Regions from separate parts of the Sus scrofa genome. Here regions 2, 3, 4 and 5 are each linked to region 1. The links are chromatin contacts, called in public Hi-C and HiChIP or PLAC-seq maps. All regions are on one chromosome and are shown on one strand. The core of a region is the stretch at or near the end of the contact, and the rest is flanking DNA. Distances in the headings are between cores, read along the strand shown. Region 1 holds the start of G6PD (glucose-6-phosphate 1-dehydrogenase). Region 2 overlaps TEX28 (testis-specific protein TEX28). Region 3 holds the start of MECP2 (methyl-CpG-binding protein 2). Region 4 holds the start of EMD (emerin). Region 5 holds the start of DKC1 (dyskerin pseudouridine synthase 1).

Region 1 (3,416 bases), core at 893-3,392:
AGGACACAGATCACTTGCACAGGAAACCCCAGCAGGCCGCCTGCGTCTTGCCCCATGGGAGAGCTTGGGTCGCACGGCACGGCATGCAGAGGGAGTTTAGGCTGCGGGTCATGGCTCTCTGAGGAGCCACCCCCTTCTGTGTCTACTCTTTGGCCTTTCTGATCAGAGCAAAATGGCAGGTCCACTGGCTAGACAATGGGGCTGGTCGTAGCTCCTGAGCAGGCCCTAGAAGCTGGGGCAAAGAGATGCTGCTCAAAGCAAAGTTGAGTGTTTGTCCTCACGGAACCTGACGTGGCAGACACAAGGTGGAGATCAGACCTCAGATCCTACCTCTGGAACTAAACTGACTTCACGCCGTTTACCAAGTCAGACGCGAGTTTGGAAAACACACTCCCAGAATGAACAGCTTCCCCTGTTTGCCTCTCACTTTTCCCCACGGAGGAGGAAGTCCAAGCACACAGCCCCTGCGGACCTCCGGGCTCCAGGGCATGAGGCTGCAGCCAATGGCTGCACACAGACTTCAGCAAGGCCTTGCAATACGCCTACACCAGGGGGTGCTGGGGTGATAGTGGCGCAAGAGCAGGAGGGAGAGCCCAGCCAAGCAGAGCTGGAGAGGCCCTATAACAAGCAGGTGGGCGAGCCCAGGCACGGAGAGGGAAGGGACCTAAGCCATGTCCTGCTCTAAGTCTGCTGCATTTAAGATGTGGGGCCTGGGGGAGACTCACCGATGCTCCCATGATGATAAAGATATGTGTATCCGACTGATGGAAAGCATCGCCCTGGTACAGCTCTTCCCGCAGGATCCCGCACACTTGGGTCCGGCTCAGAGCCACCTGCTCTGCCATGGTACTCTCTGGAGGAAAAAAAACTTATTGATGAGGCAGGAGAACCGGAAAGCACTGAGAAGCTGGCTGGCCCCTTTCTGGAGGAGTCCTTTGGGCTCTCGTCCAGCTGATGCCTGATTACTGAAACCACTTGGTGGGAATGGCTGCGAGCAGGATGGTTGGGGGATGAGAAACTGCTGGCTCTGGTCATACTCTCCAGACAGCCTTCTTTCAGCGTGTACATTACAACATTACTCTAAGCATTAGTGGACTCCAACGAGGGCCTCAGCTCTGGGGGAGTAACACCAAGCTGGAACATCGGACCACCTGCTAAGGCCATCTCACCAAGGATTCAGGCGGAAGCTCCTCAATGAGCTGGAGCAAGTTAGATCAAGCAGCTGACAGTGTAGATCTAGTCCTCCTCCACCACCGCTGGGAGACCCCGGCCAATCCCCGCCCCTCTCGGGGTCCCCTCAGGGGCCCAATGGGGGTATGCAGGGGACGGTTAGATCAGTTAACACCCTCTCGATTTTGCCCCCTTCCCAAGCGTGGCAAATCAAAGCGTTCGCCCACTCAGTTACCTGTGCTTCACCGCTGCTGCCCTTCGCGCTCGCAGCCCCGGAGTTCCCGGCAGTTTCCTGGGGCTGCGCCCCGCCTGCCCATTTAACTGGCGGGGGCGGGCACCTGGTCTGAGCTGACCAGCCTCAGGCGAGGCGCGCGGGCGGGGCCTCCGTGTGCCCCTCCCCCGAGAGGCGGGGCGAGGCAGGTGCGCGCGCATCTCGGGCCGGTGGGACCCCCCCCCCCCCGCTCCCGCGCGAGGCCTGCCGGCCTGACCCGCTCCGCCCCTTGAGCACCTGCGCCGGCCGCCGGGCTGCGGGCCCCCTGCTGTCCTCGCCGCCGCTGCGCCGTGTCCCCGATGCTTCGCGAGTCCGTGTGCAGCTCCCCACAGCTCGCCCGCGTTCCCATCCCTGGCCTGGCCCCGCCCCTACAGTCTGGCTTTCTCGTCAGCCCGGGGTTGTCCTGCGCCCTCAAGAAGGGCTCCACTTCCGCCGGCAGCGTGGTCACGCCCCTCGACCCCACTTGTAGGCGGGGCCCTCTTTAGCCTCGCCCCCTCACTGGACGGGTCGTCGACTCCGATCAAACTGGCCCTATCACATGATAGCCTCGTCGTGGCTCCTCCCCTAGTGGGGGCGGGGCAGCCGACCTGCCGCTCGCTGGATGCCGCCGCCGGAGAGACAAGGGGAAATGCGGGTCGCGACGCATATTATTGAAGAGTGTCCTACGGGCCAGCCGAGCCTGGTACGCTCGGGCTTCCGTCTGGGGACAAGTCTCCCTCGCGCCTCTCGCGGGCCTGCTGGGGGCGGGGTGGGGGCGGAGTGTGAGTGTTTTACTTCCGGATCCCACAGCTACGACACCGGAAGCAGGAAATGGGAATTTGGCAGCCCGAGAAGGGAAGGGCGACCGCGGAACCCGAACTTTCTCCGAGCGCCGGGGTCCGAGGAGCGCTCGGGACCCGCCGCTCCCGCCCTTCTCACGTCGGACCGACTCTGCTGACAGGTGTGGTCCTCTTCTCCGAAGATAGGGTACTATTGGTGGGCGTTCCGCCACCTCCGAGACCCCCCCTGGACGACCAGGCTTTCCCCTCCTATTGGGCCCCGGCCCGGTTCTGCCGCCCGCTTCTAGATCACCCGCCGAGGCTGGCCAATTCAGGACCCAGGTTACTCTGGCGACGAGCGGGGCAGTTTTCGCCTCTCCTTCCTCTGCCGCGGCGGAGTCTGACCACACCCCTAGTTCGTGGATGACTATTCTACTTCGGAGACATTTTCTGTTCATCGAACTTGACTACATTTGAAGTTGTTAAGTTCTTTAAAAAAGCCTCAAGGGTAATTTGACAGCTAAGCATCTTTCCTCATGCGCTTCATTTTGCTCACTTTGCACAACGGTTAATGTCTGCCGGACCTCATATCAGTTCTGTGACTTGAGGATGAATGGGCCATAAGGAGGCCACTATACCTGGAATAGAGTGAGCGAGGGGGGAATAGTTAGAGAGGAAGCAATGGGGGACCAGATAGTGCACGGCCTACTATCTTGTTGTACGGGTTGTGGCTTTTTGGCGGAGGGCCATGAGGAACTATGGTAGGGATCTGGATAGAGGAGAGACGTGGTAGGAATTACCTTTTGGTCTGATTGTTCTGGCGCGGTGGGTAGAACAGACTGTACGTAGGGGGCAAGGGTTGGAGCAAGGTGATCTGCTAGGAGGTTATTGCAGTTATCCAGGTGAGAGATGATGGGGCTCGGATCGTTTTATTGTGAAAAATACCAAAGATGTGCAAAAGTAGAAAGGATAGTATAAACCCAAGGTACCCACCTCCCAGCGTCAACAGTTATCAACCTGTTGCTACCTTTGCTTAATTTATACCCCTCATAATCTCTTATTTTCAAAAATAGCTTTATTGACATATAATTCACATACCACACAATTCACCCATTGAAAGTGAACAATTCACTGCTTTTCAGTATATTCACACACCTGCACAACCATCACCATTCATTCTCGAACATTTTCATCAACCCATCACCTTATCTACTTCA
Region 2 (3,318 bases), core at 720-3,219, 210 kb before region 1:
GGAGCCCGTCCTCGACGTCCCCCTCCCCGCAGGTTCTGAAAGGCAGAGGGGAAGGTGCGGGCCACCCAGCGCCACTTAAGGAAAGCAAGCATGGCCTTAGCGCCTTGGCCCTGCCTGCTCGGCTGAGTAACCCTTTCTGTCCTGCCAGTTTCGAAACTGCATCTTGCAGCTTTTTGGGAAGAAGGTGGACGATAGCTCTGAGCTCTCCAGTGTTTCCAAAACAGAGGCCTCGTCTGTCTCTTCAGTGTCACCTGCATGAGTCTCCCACCCCGACAACGACAACGACAACAACGTCTGCCTCCTACCGGAAAATGCACCCGCCCCGCCCCCCCTTCTCCATCCCCGTGAAATAAATGTAGTTTCTCTTTGCCAAAAACAACCAAGTCATAGAGGCTGCCACTGAGTGCCGGGTCACCGGGTCGCGCGAGGGCACATGGCGACAGGAGGGTGGGGGAAGGGGACTGGGAGGCACTGATGCCGAGCTGAGGGGGGGCTGTCGGCCCTGGCTGCCCACAGGCGGGAGGCGCTGGCAAACCCAGGCCCTTCAAGGCCCATCCGACAGAGGCCTGGAGTCCTTGGAGCCCAGTCTCCATCTGGCGGGGACCCAGGCCTGCCAGTCCACGCTGGGGATGGCGTGCCGCTTCTGCCAGGCCAGGGCCCCGAGCCCGAGCAGCAGGAGCCCCGCGCACGCACACAGGCGCGAGTTCTCCAGCGGCAGGGGGCAGGCGCACACGGCGGACACCAGGACCAGGAGGACGGCGGCCAGGGCGAGCAGCAGGCTCGCAAACCAGAACGTGAGCTCCTGGGGACGGTCCCAGACGGTCCCCGGCACCTCCAGGTGGGTCACTTGCTGTAGCGTCTCAAGCTTGGAGATTCGGCTCTTGAAAGTCTCCGTGACCTCCTGCAGGGGACAGAAGCACACACCGTCACCGGAGGCCACCTGCCTGAGCTTCAAGGGGCGCGCGCCGAGCGCTGGGGAGCGGAAGACGTAGGAGGGGGTCCAGAGCCCAGGAGGAAAGCAGGGCCTGGCCGAGTTCCCAGATCAGCTACGGTGCACGGCAGAGGGCAGCGTGACCGCCAGGAGCGGACACGGCGCCTGAGCTGCCGCTGTCCCCACGGCAGGGCCGCGCCCGAGGCCCTGCGGCCCCCCTGGGCTTGGAGGGTGTCCGGGGGTTCGCTCAGCTTTTCCTCCTCACCCATATCTCCTTGGCTCTCTCGTAGGACAGGTAGGCCATCTTCTCTTCGGCGCAGGCCAGATTCTGTTTGAGGAGGTAAATCTCGTCCAGGTGCCCCTGCAGGTGCTCATTCACCTGTCCTTCCGCCAGCGCTCGTCTGGGGAGCAAAAGAGATAAGAACACTCCGAGCACCCTGCCCGCGGCCCGAGCGGCTGTTGAGCAGTCCTGCATCCCGACTAGACTTGGGTTCAGAATCCACCTTCCTCCTGTCGCCCCAGGCTCCAGTGCCCCCCACCCCCCGCGCCTGCTCCGGCTCCGTCTCAGAACACCCTAAATGCACATCAGCCTCCCCGGCACACACCGACATGCGTCCATCTTTTGTACAGTTACTCCTGCTTTACAGAAACAGCAACAAACTGCGAGTTGTAGGGACTGCCGTCTAAACTGGCCAGGTTTTCTATTAAATTCCGAGCATGTCCCCACCCAGGGTGCGGTGCGCAGCGGTTACGCCACAACCATCCACGGCTTCCAGACGTAGAGCAGTCGCAAAAGAGCACGCCCTGTGCGAGTCCGTGCAGGGGAAACGTCGGCACAGGCCCGTCTGTAAAGCCGGAAACAGAGGGGAGGTGGGGAGTGACTGCTAACGGGGATGGGGCTGCCCTTTGCACCGGTGGCACTGTCCTGGACTGAGATGGTGGCGGTGGCCACGCAGCTCCGCCACTACACTGACAACCGCTAAACTGTACACAATGAAGGGGTGAATTGCATGGGATGCGAATCATGTCTCAATAAAGCCGTTATCAAAACAGAAACCAAGACTGGTTTGTGGTAACGGTTGCACAACTCAGTAAGTTTACATACAGGCATAATGGTGCATTTTATGGCATGAAAACTGTATCTCAGTAGAGTTGTTAAAAAAACACGAATAAGGAGTTCCTGCTGTGGCACAGCAGATTAAGGATCTGGCATTGCCGCACCTGTGGCACAGGTCGCAGCTGTGGCTTGGACTCAATCCCTAGCCCAGGAAATTTCATATGCCATGGCGCAGCTATTAAAAAACCCCTGGAGTTCCCATCGTGGCTCCCATCGTGGCAGAAACAAATCTGACTAGTATCCATGATGACGCAGGTTCGATCCCTGGCCTCACCCAGTGGGTTAAGGATCCAGTGTTGCCGTGAGATGTAGTGTAGGTCACAGACGCAGCTCAGATCTGGCGTGGCTGTGGCTGTGGTGTAGGCCAGCGCCTATAGCTCCGAATGGACCCCCAGTCTGGGAACTTCCATGTGCCGAGGGTGCAGCCCTAAAAAGACAAAAAGAAAATCCACAAATGAAACATCCCTACCTTTTGTTTATGGCCACACTTGTAAGTAGTAAAAGTCTTAAAAAATACCTGGAAAAGCTAAGCACCTGATGAAGAGAGTGAGGTGGGCAGAAGGGGATGAGGGAATGGAAGCATTTCAAGTGAATCTTTTAAAGTTTTTTAAAAATTGTTTTCCCAGCTGGTTTGACACAACTTTTACTTTTCTTTTTTTGTTTTTGGTTTGGTTTGGTTTGGTCGCACCCATGGCATGTGGAAATTCCCAGGCCAGGGACTGAACCTGAGCCACAGCAGTGACCTGAGCCAGATTCTTAACTCACTCGATGCGCCATCAGGAAATTCACATCTTTTCAAGTTATATGTCTTAAAAAAAAATAAAATCTGGAGTTCCCGTCGTGCTGAAGTGGAAATCCATCACAAGGACGCAGGTTCGACCCCTGGCCTCGCTCAGTGGGTTAAGGATCCGGTGTTGCCGTGAGCTGTGGTGCAGGTCACAGACGCAGCTCAGATCCCAAGTTGCTGTGGCTCTGGTGTAGGCCGGCGGCTGAAGCTCCATTTTGATCCCTCGCCTGGGAATCTCCATATGCCACGGGTGCAGCCCTAAAAAGACAAAAAACAAACAAACAAACAAACAAAAAAGATTAGAGAAAGCTGGGGGTGGGCATAAAATGTTAATCATATTATTTTCTGTGTTCCCTGAACATCTCATGATTTTAAAAAGCCTTGATACAGCAGAAAATTGACGGAAAACTGTAAACCAACTACAATGGAAAAAATAAAAATCATTTTGAAAAGGGAATAAAAAAAAACCATTGAGGTTCCTCG
Region 3 (3,523 bases), core at 311-2,810, 250 kb before region 1:
GCCACTCAGCCTCACGGGCTAGTAGGTTTGGTTCCACGATCACCAAGCACTCCCTGAATTCGATCCTACCATCTCACAATGTGGGGCACTGATCCTGCACAGCAAAGACACAACATGGGAATGGCTCTACAGAGCCCGTTCCTGTTCCTGGAAAAATAATCAGAAGCACACATCTGCCTGACCATGAGTCAGGAATATCATTTTTGTGGTGGAGCCCATTTCTGCTGTGACCAATCTACACCAAACACACAACAGAAGCGACGGCCACAGAGGTATGTTCCAGAGCAAGCTCCCCCCCCACCCCCGCCCCGTTGATCCACACTTGGTAATGCCATAAACGGTCTCCTCCGTCAAAGCAATCTTTAGACTCTTCACAGTGACCTTAAGTCTTCAGTGCAAACCCACAGAAAACATTGCCACGCCACGTACAAGTCACCTGAATTTCAGTTTGGGTGATTCAGTCAGAACCACACGAAAAAGAAAAGAAACTTTCGGGGACAACTGACAGGAACCACAGAGGGGCGATGAAATTGCCCCATCCGGGGCTGGGGATCGTGAGCAAGGCGCGCTCCGCGGCTCTGGAAGCCGGTCACATACTATGTCCCACTCCACTTATGTAACTGGAAGATCGCCGGCGAACGGGGGGAGGAGGGGAGGGCGCTCAGATTCTGAGGCCACAGCACCCCCAAAGACCCTGGGGGCGAGCTCCCACCGAAGAGCCTCAGGTGCTGCCGGACACGCAGTCCCCGACCCACGGCTCCTGATGGTAACTATAACCGCCTCTTTATGATGAGCCGTGGGACCAGGAACACAATGTCTAGCGCCTTTTGTGGGTGGACAATAATTCCCACCTACTTGTTCCTGCTAGATGCGAAAGGAACTCGCTCGCAGTGGGGGCAGAAAGTCATGGAATGGGCGAGAAGGAGGGGGAGGCAAAGCCTGGAGATGGGGGTGAGAGCGCCGGAGCCCTTGTGGCGCACTCTCCCGACGGGAGGCGGACTGCGCACGCGCGTCGGTGGGGGGGCCGAGTAACGGGAGAGGGGGCGCGCGAGGGAGGGAGACGCGAAAGCGCGATCCAGGGAGAGGCCGGGGCCGCGGGCGCGCGACGGCGCCGCGGGCCCGAAGCCCCGCGAAGGGCACGACGCGCGCGCAGCCCCGACAGGCGAAGCCCCGGCGACAGGGGCGCCCGCGGGGCCAGGGGCCGGGATGCGCGCCGAAGGCGGGAGGGAGGGAGGGAGGGGGGAACCAGGCGAAGGCTGCCCTGGGAGGCTGCGCCGAGGACGGTCACCCGCAAGTGCGGGTAACGGGCCGAGGGGGGGGGGCCGTCACCAGCGGGAGGGGGAGGGTAAGAGAGGAGGGACGCCATCCGCCAGCCGTGTCGCCCGACCCCGCGGGCCCCTCCCGCGCCACGTCCCGCCCCTACCCCCGCCCCCCAGCAAGGGTCCCCGCCCGCGGCCGCAGCGGTCCCACTCACAGTCTCTCCTCCTCGCCTCCTCCTCCTCCTCCGCTCGGCGCGGCAGCGGCGGCGGCGGCCATTTTCCGGACGGCTTTTACCACAGCCCTCTCTCCGAGAGGAGGGAGCGCGCGCGCCGCCGACGCCGAGACCCCGCACGGCCGACGTCGCGCCCCGCCCTCCCGGCCGGCCTGCGCGCTGCTGCACCTGCGCACCCGCGCCCGGCCCCCGGCGCCGCCGCGAGCCCGCACGCCATTGGGTGCGGCGCCCGGGGTGGGGCGGGGTCTCGGCGGCGACGCCGCCAATTGGCGGGAGATCGTGTCCATTCCGGCAAGGGAAAAGGGGGCGGACGCCCCGTCTAGCTGCGGATTGGCTGCCAACGGCCGTCATTTGGGAAAAAGAAGCGGCTTGGGCTCCGGGGGGCTGGTTTAGTGGGCGGAATTTGAATATTAAGGATTAATGGGCCCTTGCGGATGCTGGAGCAAAGCTAGGCCTAGGCTCGGGACGCTTGTTTGCGCGGCCATGCCGGGCCCTCGACCCGCTGTCCACAAACACACCCAGTACGCCGCTATACGTGTTTCACCGCACCCGCATTTTCTCCACATTACCACCTTCAGTACAAGCAGCAAAGTTGCCTGACATTGTTCCAGCCGAGGGACCTTGGTTTAAGAGGCCTACCCAATGCATTCTTACATCTGACCTGTAGTGTGCCACACAATCACAGGGGCAGGGAATAAACTGAGGAACAAATCACAGCCTTGATCTTCTTGAAACTCTGATGGGGGAAGAGCCAAGGCTGCAGATAGTCTGGTGGAGGTGGGCAGAAGGCACAATGGAAGCACAAAGGCAGCAGCCCTTAACTGCCTGCACAGGAGAGGAAAGACTTCTAGAAGAAGTGATTTGGGAGCTAAGATCCACAGTGCCGGTGAGAAAAATATTTAAGAGTATGAGAAAAGTTTTAGCTAATGGAGTGTTCAGGATAGGCCTGTTTGTCTAGGCGACCTTACTCTGATTCCAGCTATCATCCGATTCATCCAGTGACCCTTGAGCTAGGGTCAAGGAACCCTCTGATTCTGATGTGGCTCCTTACCCTCTGTTAATTTATTAAATACACGTTATGGAAGACACTGTTCCAGGCTCTGGATGCACAGTACTGAATAAGACAGCAAAACTATCATTCCTGTGGGGGAGGCTTCATACAAAGCAATATGTACAAATAAGTGTGTAATATGTCTCCTAGTGATAAGCGCTTTCAGACAGATAAAGCAAGGGTAAAGGGGGTGCTGCTTATATAACCACAGGCTTTTGCTCACATATTATTCCCCATATGGCTATCTGGGGAGAGAAGAAGATGTTGGGCAAGTTCAAAGGCCCTGAGGAGAGACTACACCTGACGTGTTGAGGTCTCACGAGTAAGTTGATGTGGCTGGAAGAGTGACGGGGTATGTGGTTGGAGAGGCACCTGGAGCTGCCATGGGAACTGGAAGCTTCTTCTGAGATGAGAAGTCTTTGGAGGATTTTGAACTGGGAGCTGCCATCATCAGATGTCTATGGCAGGTACAGTGTGGAAATCTGTGGCGAGACAAAATGAGGAGCAAGAGCCCAGGCAGGAGGCCCTGACAGCAGTCTAGGAGAGGTGACAGTGGTTTTTCACTAGGGTGGTAGCAGTGAAGTTTCTGAGAAGTTGTGCAATCCAAGCTATGTTTTCAAAATTGAGCAGAGAAGATTGGAGGTAGGGCATAAAGAAAGAGAAGAAACAAGGATGCGTCCTGAGGTTTTGGCCTGAGCAACTGAGTGAACGGGCGCTTTCACCATGATGGGGAAAACTGTAGGAGTACATTTTTGGCGGTACAGGTCAAAGATTCTGTTTTGCCGTATTAAGCGTGGGCTGCCTATTAGACGTGCGATGCTGAGAAGAGATGTTGAGTGGGCAGTTGGGCAAACAAGCAGTTAATAAGTCAACAAACTGAACCTCCAATGCAAGAAAGTATAAAAGGAACAGCAGAGTAAACCTGGAGAAAATAGAAGGAAAAAAATGACAAGCATAGGGAATTCCCATTGTGGCTTGGC
Region 4 (3,468 bases), core at 92-2,591, 160 kb before region 1:
AAAGAGCGCAAATCTACACCCCGGACCCGAGTGCAGGGCTGACAGACCCCCAAAGGAAAACCCTGACCAAGCAGGTGTCTGCTGACCCCACTTCTCCCTGGAGGCCGGGGAGCAAGCATTTGCACCCAGTGGCCCCCTCGATTTATCCAAACCCAGCCACGACCCCCTCATACCCAAGTCCAGGGTGCCGGAAAGCCAGCTCACCTGGTGGTGGAAGGTGTCAGCATCCGAGAGCGAAGCCGAGGGCTGGCGGAAGCCCTTGGATGTGCCCACAGACTCAGGCTCCCCGTAAGTCCTGGTGGTCAAGTAACTCTCCTCATAGTAGTCGTCATTATAGCCTTGGGAAGGGGGGGCAGCGGTAGCAGAGGGGGCAACGATGTCCCCCACCTGGCCGGATGGCCCTAACGTGAATCCCATGGGGGGGGGCTGTGACATGGTCTCTGCCCTCCAGAGCCACTGCAGGACGGTGGGGGCTGAGCTCTCAGGTTCTCCCTGCCACAGGAACGAAGGGGTCCGGGTGCCCACCCACCCCTGCCTTACCCTTGCTCTGGTAAAGTAAGGCGTCCTCTTTCTTGGGCAGATCATACATATCCGAGTCCACGGATGCAGAATCTAAGTCTGAACGGAGGAAGGGCCAGGACCATTTGCCCCCAGGCTCCCCTCCCCTTCCCGTTGGGCCCCTCCCCACCCGTCACACCCTCGTGCCCACTTCCTCCCCGTCGCCCAGGCGTCCAAATGCTGTTCCCGAGGGCGGCCAGGTGGAGCCCTGGGGCGGGGGCCTCACCCGAGAACCGATAGGAGAAAGAGGATGCGGAGGAGTTCGGGGGCGAGAGCCTCCGCCTCTGGGTCTCATACTCGAAGATTTTCTTTTCGTAGAGCTTGCGAGTGGAACCTGGCCAGACATAGGGCACGGGGCGGTCAGGGGCGCGGGCGGGGAGCCGGGGGCAGCGCGGGACGGGGTGCGGAAGGGGGCGCGGGGCGAAGCGCAGGAAGGGGGTCCCCCTGGCGCCGCGTACCCACGACAGGCCCGTGCGGGATGTTGTACTGGCGCAGCACGGCAGCCAGCTCGGCGTCCGACAGGACCGCGTAGTCGTCCATGGCGGGCAGCGGGCGGCGGAGGCCTGGGGGTGGCCCGGGCCTGTCGACACGGGCCGAGCTACGACTACCTCGGAGCGCGGCGGGGGCAGCGCGAGCGCCTCGGGAGCGGCCGCGCCCGCGTCACAGCCACGTCACGCTCGCGTAACAGCCGCGGTCTCTGCGGGCTGCGCGCGCTGCGCGGGGCGGGACTAGGCCGAGAGGAGCCGCCGGCGCCGACCGCTCGGGCCCTGGGAACGGGCGGGGCGGGGCGGGGCGGGGCTGCCGAACCCAGACGTCACGAAGGGCGGGATTGGCTGGAGGCTAAAGACGGGCGTCGCGTGCGCCTGCGCCGGAGCGCCGCAGACCGGTGGGACCGTGGGAGCGGGCGGGGCCGCGCGTCCCGGAGCGGGGCGGGGTCAGCGAGCCCAGAGACGTCACACGCTAGCGCCTTTGGATTAGACCCGCGAGGGGGCTGGGCCTGCGCGCGAAGGGACGGAGCTTAGACCCGCCCGGACGTAGGAGCGGGGCGGGGCCGGCGAGCCGAGACGTCACCCGCTGGGCTGTTCCCGTCGGAAGTGGAGTGGGGCGGGGCCTGTGCCAGTGGAACCGGCAGAAACCGGCCAGGACCTGGGAGAGGGGCGGGGCCGCGCGCTGGGCGGGGCGCGCCCTCCCTGAGTCACGTGGGCTCCCCTCGGTCCCCCGCAGCCCCTCGCAGCCCCCTCCTCCCCCGAGCTCCGGCGCGTGGGGTTCTCTGGCCGCGCCCCAGCCCGCCGCCCAGGCAGCGGCAGCCGCAGCGGCGGGAAGGAGCCCGATCTTAAAGGCGAGCCTTCGGAGAGCGCGGGGCCGGGCCGGGCGCTGCTGCCAGCGCTTCGCGCGCGTGCGCCACGCCCGGGACACCCCGCAGCCGCCCCGCAGACCCCTTGCCCCAGCCCGCCTTCCCGCTCTGCGCGGCCCTGGCCTGCGCACCTGCGCCTGCCGGTCCCCACCGCCTCCCTCCCTCCCCGCTCCACCCGGGAGGAAATGGGGCACTGGGCCAGGAGGCCACCGGCACTCCAGGAGCCTGCGGCCTTGGAAGGGGCCCGGGCGTGCCAGTGGGCACTGGCAGAGGGCGCCGTGCGATGCGTGCACGCGTGCGGAGACGACGAGTGCCCGCCTGACCCGCCGGCCGCCCACCCGGGGCAGTCGGGGTTGCCTGTCCTGTCGGGATGGCGCCCTTCTGGACCCCGAGGGACCTGCTCAGGGGTTCCGAGAAGCCTTGGCAGGCTCTGAGCACCTGGGCTTCGTGGCCGTGTTAGTGCCGAGGGGGCCCCCAGGACAGGGGAGCCAGGGGACTGCAGGGGGCAAAGCACGGAAGGCTGCCAAGCTCTGCCTAGGGGCCTGGACTGTCACTAGGGAGTTGGTGAGGGCCTTGGTCAATAAAGAGCTGTCCCATGGGGACGGGAAAGGCGGTGACAATCACGTTCTTTAAAAAGCCAGCTGAGGGAGTGTGGGCAAACTGAAGTGTCCGTCCAGAACCGACCTAGGAGCCTGGGGCGAGGAGGTGCTGTCCAGGTTCTCATAGATGACAGCAGAAGAGAGGGAGGCTCCGGTCCGACCCGGGCAGGCGTGCCCAGGGCCACAGACAGGTTCTCCATGAGGTTTGTTCACCGGGGGGCCAGTACAGGGAGCCACACAGTGGTGAGAAGGAAGAGAGGGCTCTCGTTTGGCCACACACAAAGACCCTCAGAAAAGTTGCTGGGGGCCAGGTTTTGGAGCAAAGATGCCGCCTGCTCTGGCTCCGGAATAGGAGGGCGCTCAGATGTGCCTGGCAGTAGGAGGGGCCGAGGCCCCCCCTCGGCACGGCAGGGTCTTGCTGCTTATCTTTTGGAGGGGGGGGGGAGATGGCGTTTGGGCTCTGGGCGGCTCAGAGTCTGCCTCATGGAATTTGGAGTTTTGGCAAGATCCGATTGCCCAGCATCTCTCCAAGCCTTCTTCTGCAATGCTGGCCCCCGTCCCGGAGGCCGTCCTCCCCATGCCACCCCTCCTCATGCAGATCCAAGCTATTTCCTTATGAGGTCAAGGAATTCTGAGCTCGCCTTCTCCCCTGGGAACACCCCCTCCCCCGGCACCTGCCTTGGCACTCTGCCTTTTATTTCCCTCTCCCCTGGTTGCCCCAACATGAGGTCCCACCAGGGATGGCACCAGGAAGCTAACCCGTGATGGTCCCCTGCGCACAAGCCCACCTGGAGCCGAAGTCGAGCCCCACTGCAGGCAGAACCATCCCAGACCACCAGAAGCCAGATGAGCCCTTGACCACCAGGGCTGATAGGCCCTCCCTCAGCACCACCCCAGTCACACAGAGGAGGACTTGGGTACCCAGAGGGGGAGGAGACTTGCCCGAGGGTCCCAAGT
Region 5 (3,398 bases), core at 781-3,280, 180 kb after region 1:
AGCAGAAGAAGGACATGACGGGACTTACGGTTTAATGGTTCTTTCCACTTGCTTGTGTTGAGGAGACAGTATAGGAGGAAAAGCAGGAGCAGCAGGGAACTGCAGGAGACCAGTGGAAAAATCTAGGAGAGCCATCGTGGTGGTATGGCTTACAGTGACAGCACTGCGGTGCTGAAAAACCCTCAGATTCTGGATCACTTGAAAGCAGGAGTGACAGGCTTTGCTGGTAGATCAGATGAGAAGTGTTGGAGAACCAGGCATGAGTACCTCAAATTTTGCCAAGTCTGTATCAGTTAAGCATTATAAAATAATGGGGGGAGTAAGGAATTGGTTGCACGGATTGGCGGATATTGAGGACTTTGGATAGCTATAAAAAGTCAAGTTAGGGAGTTCCTGCTGTGGTGCAGCAGGTTAAGGATCTGGAGTTGTCTCTCCTGTGGTGCAGGTTCGAGCCCCAGCCCTGGAACTTCCACATGCGGCAGGTGCAGCCACAGGGAAAAAAGAGTCTAGTTAGAGCATTAGTATTCTTGTCTTGGTATATACCAAAATAAATTGTAGATTGAATAAAAGTGAGAAAAACCAATCATATATATTTTTATATTTTTAAGTCAGAGTGAAATAAAATGGAAAAAAATCTAATCCTTGGATGGCAGAGGAGGAAACGGAAGAAAAGCAATAGCTGTCCTGTTTTATCAGCAGCGAGGAATTAGAAAAGATGGTACATATTCCATTTACGATCACAATAAAGAATTAGGGATCAGTCGCGTCTGCGCAGGCTCCGTTAAGGACTCCCAGTTAAGAGACACAGCAGTGAGAAGAGCAGCAGTGATATGGGAAGAGCACTTGAACCTGGGGGCACGTCTTCCTTGGCTGTCTGATTCCACAGCCGCAAGCAAGCTGTGCCTCTAGAGCACTTCGCATGGAGCCCAGTCGTGGAGTCCAAACTGAGGCTTGCCAGACGCGTAAAACACACGCGGGAAAGACTTGGTACAGAAAAGAAGCCCTATAAAATATTCCATTCATAATGTTGTCTGTTGCTCATAAGTTGACACGATAATTTTTTTTCCTTTTTTTAAGTTTTACTTTAATGATTTTTATTTTTCCATTATAGCTGGTTTACAGACATGATAATATATATATTTTTTATTTGTCAATGCCTCTTTATTATTCTTTAATCTGGAACAGATCTAGAACCTTTGTCTTTCATGCTCTACATATTTTTTAAGAATGCAGGCCTCCCTCAGTTTGGGTTTGCCTAATGTTGCATTATTCATGATGTTTCCTCATGATTAGCCTTTCTTAAACGAATACTGCAGAAGTCAAGTTTGGTCCTTCTAAAAGCACAAGATAATATTTTGGATCACTGAGTTCAAAAAAGTTTGCTATTAAAACCAATTTAACCTTTTTCCTTTTCCTTTTGTTCCAAGTGGCGGCTGGAAAATTTAAAAGTCCACAAGTGGCTCGCACTCCACTTCTATTGGCTAGTGCCGCTCTAGCTGGACGGGGTGACTTTCCAGCTCTCAGTGCCTCAACGTCTTCGTTTCTTAACCCAGGCTGATTCGGCACCAACCTTAAAGGGCCTGCGAGAGGACGCAAAGAGCGCTCAGCGGGGAGCCTAGGTGCTCCGCCGAGGTCCAGGCCCCGGAGCCGAGCGGGCGGCCACCGGGGCCACGCCCACTGGCCGCCGGGGCCACGCCCACTGGCCGCCGGGGCCACGCCCACAGGATCCCAGCCTCGGGGCCTGGCGGCGCAGGCGCTCCCAGACCCAGCCGCCGAGGGCGGGACGGGGGTGGGGGAGGCCCAAGGCGCACGCGCGCAAGAGCCGCGGCTCGGGGTTTCCGCCAATGAGATCGTGCGGCCGTCTCGCGCGCGCTTCGGGCTCCGCCCCGCCAGCCCGAGCCCGCCCACCCCGCCCCGCTGCACGACACGCACGGGGCGGCGCACAGGTGGGCGGGCCCTGGCGGCGCGGCCTGACGGCGGCGGGAGTCTGTAGTCGCTTCCTCGGGGGTGGCCCACGCGGCTCACACGCTCTGCCGGGCAACATGGCGGACGCGGAAGGTAAGTGTCGTTCTTCCCCGGGCGATCGGGTTGAATCCCCCCGGCCGGGGCCAGGTCCGTCGCTGGGAGAGCCGGTGGTGCGGGGAACAACGTCGAGGCCCGAGCTCTGCTAGCTCTAGCCGCCGGGCCTCCTGTCGACCTTGTCTCTTGGCCTTGGCTCCACGGGTGAGGGCGGGAGAGCGAGGGGCCCCTCGGTGCCTGACGCCACACGGCCCGGGTCTCCCGCCGGCGATCCAGGGCCCCTTAGGGCTCTGGGTCGCCGTCAAAAGGCGTCCGCTGCCACCAGGTCGGACGCCGCGGACCGACAAGAGGCCGGAGGGGCTCGGGCGAGCGCGTAGCCCTAAGTCGAAAGGAAGTTGTGGGAGCCACTAGCCTTCGGGGATTATCCGCGGTCACTTAGGAAAGTTAGGGGCCCGCGGGCCGCGCACCCTGGCGTGTTTAAGCCCCGCCGCAGCCACGTGGTGAGCCGGGCCGGGAGGCGACACGTGCAGTGCTGTCGTCACCCGAGCGTTCAGCCCGCGCATGTGGTCCCCCACGTCGTCTCACCTGCGGTGCATTTCCTACCTGCCCTGGTGGCCTTCTCTGACTTAAACTTGGTCGTCTTTATTTTCTGGGAAAACTCCAATCCTGGCGTGTTTTGTAGAAGTACTTATTTTACCGAAGAAGCATAAGAAGAAAAAGGAGCGGAAATCATTACCAGAAGAAGATGTGGCTGTGAGTAGGAATTTCTTTTACTTCGCTTTTACTAAAAAGAAAGGTTACTGAGACAGCAGTTACAGAAGATAATTCTTTAAAGGTTTCTGCAGAATGGGCTGGAATTGGGTGGTGGTTGGGTAGAAACTGCACAACCCCAGCCAACCTAAGCGTTTTGTCTAAAGAGGTAGCCTTTGCTAAAGGGTGTTGGCCACACCAACTGCTCTGCCTGAAATTCTCTTTCTTATCCCACCCACATACCCTGTGCCACATATCTTGGTGGCACTTTACTCACCCTTCTGAGCTGTTGAGCCGCTTTCCCTTGGAGGTCCTGGTGAGAAGGCACAGGCTACTTTGGTTTTTATTTTAAAGGCACAGACTTGTGTGGTAGGAATGGAATTGTTCAGAATCAAGTGGGAAGTCTAACAGGCTGTGTTTCTGTCCTGTGGCAGGAAATACAGCATGCTGAAGAGTTTCTCATCAAACCTGAATCCAAAGTGGCTCAGTTGGACACATCTCAGTGGCCCCTGTTGCTAAAGGTGCGTATGCTGTCAGGTCGGTGCCTCACTTCTAACCATTCTCAGTTTCGTACTTAGCTTCCCGGTACAGACTTGAACCAGTTTGTGCAGCAGGCCGTGCTTGAAAGT

What was found. A called contact is a pair of places that touch in the nucleus more often than the background predicts. HiChIP or PLAC-seq counts read pairs in DNA pulled down with a chosen protein or histone mark.
Region 2: a contact with region 1 is called in an H3K27ac HiChIP or PLAC-seq map of alveolar macrophages. The contact joins the enhancer-like site here to the promoter of G6PD in region 1. A contact is called at or near these places in 2 of 5 promoter capture datasets (fetal liver and liver), 11 of 47 Hi-C or Micro-C datasets (alveolar macrophages, blood, fetal liver and 7 more) and 2 of 2 datasets of contacts at active chromatin or transcription factors (alveolar macrophages and skeletal muscle).
Region 3: a contact with region 1 is called in a Hi-C map of skeletal muscle, with 14 times the contacts expected there. The contact joins the promoter of MECP2 here to the promoter of G6PD in region 1. A contact is called at or near these places in 3 of 5 promoter capture datasets (fetal liver, fetal skeletal muscle and liver), 3 of 47 Hi-C or Micro-C datasets (liver and skeletal muscle) and 1 of 2 datasets of contacts at active chromatin or transcription factors (alveolar macrophages).
Region 4: a contact with region 1 is called in an H3K27ac HiChIP or PLAC-seq map of skeletal muscle. The contact joins the promoter of EMD here to the promoter of G6PD in region 1. A contact is called at or near these places in 1 of 5 promoter capture datasets (fetal liver), 1 of 47 Hi-C or Micro-C datasets (heart right ventricle) and 2 of 2 datasets of contacts at active chromatin or transcription factors (alveolar macrophages and skeletal muscle).
Region 5: a contact with region 1 is called in a Hi-C map of liver, with 8 times the contacts expected there. The contact joins the promoter of DKC1 here to the promoter of G6PD in region 1. A contact is called at or near these places in 1 of 5 promoter capture datasets (fetal liver), 4 of 47 Hi-C or Micro-C datasets (embryonic fibroblasts, liver and skeletal muscle) and 1 of 2 datasets of contacts at active chromatin or transcription factors (alveolar macrophages).

The regions. Positions count from the first base shown.
Region 1 is chrX:125,038,898-125,042,313 of Sscrofa11.1, forward strand. It overlaps G6PD (glucose-6-phosphate 1-dehydrogenase), which reads right to left and starts at 2,143. Exons shown (of 13, transcript XM_021080744.1): 1 at 1,679-2,143; 2 at 726-853. The coding sequence starts at 1,790. It also overlaps a transcript of IKBKG not described here.
Region 2 is chrX:124,827,857-124,831,174 of Sscrofa11.1, forward strand. It overlaps TEX28 (testis-specific protein TEX28), which reads right to left. Exons shown (of 5, transcript XM_021080756.1): 4 at 1,197-1,332; 5 at 366-901. The coding sequence ends at 545. It overlaps LOC494564 (medium-wave-sensitive opsin), which reads left to right. Exons shown (of 6, transcript NM_001011506.1): 6 at 149-369. The coding sequence ends at 259. Among named protein-coding and RNA genes, the nearest start is that of TKTL1, 11 kb to the right of the region's middle. Within about 2 kb of position 1,970, at least 1 of the 83 cell types and tissues checked has an H3K27ac peak or open chromatin away from gene starts, as enhancers often do. A contact at or near this core is called in alveolar macrophages, where this site is marked.
Region 3 is chrX:124,787,503-124,791,025 of Sscrofa11.1, forward strand. MECP2 (methyl-CpG-binding protein 2) reads right to left here and starts at 1,561. Exons shown (of 5, transcript XM_021080802.1): 1 at 1,475-1,561.
Region 4 is chrX:124,884,088-124,887,555 of Sscrofa11.1, forward strand. It overlaps EMD (emerin), which reads right to left and starts at 1,342. Exons shown (of 3, transcript XM_021080757.1): 1 at 1,017-1,342; 2 at 1-892. The coding sequence starts at 585.
Region 5 is chrX:125,216,898-125,220,295 of Sscrofa11.1, forward strand. It overlaps DKC1 (dyskerin pseudouridine synthase 1), which reads left to right and starts at 2,031. Exons shown (of 15, transcript NM_001142668.1): 1 at 2,031-2,058; 2 at 2,702-2,772; 3 at 3,204-3,290. The coding sequence starts at 2,043.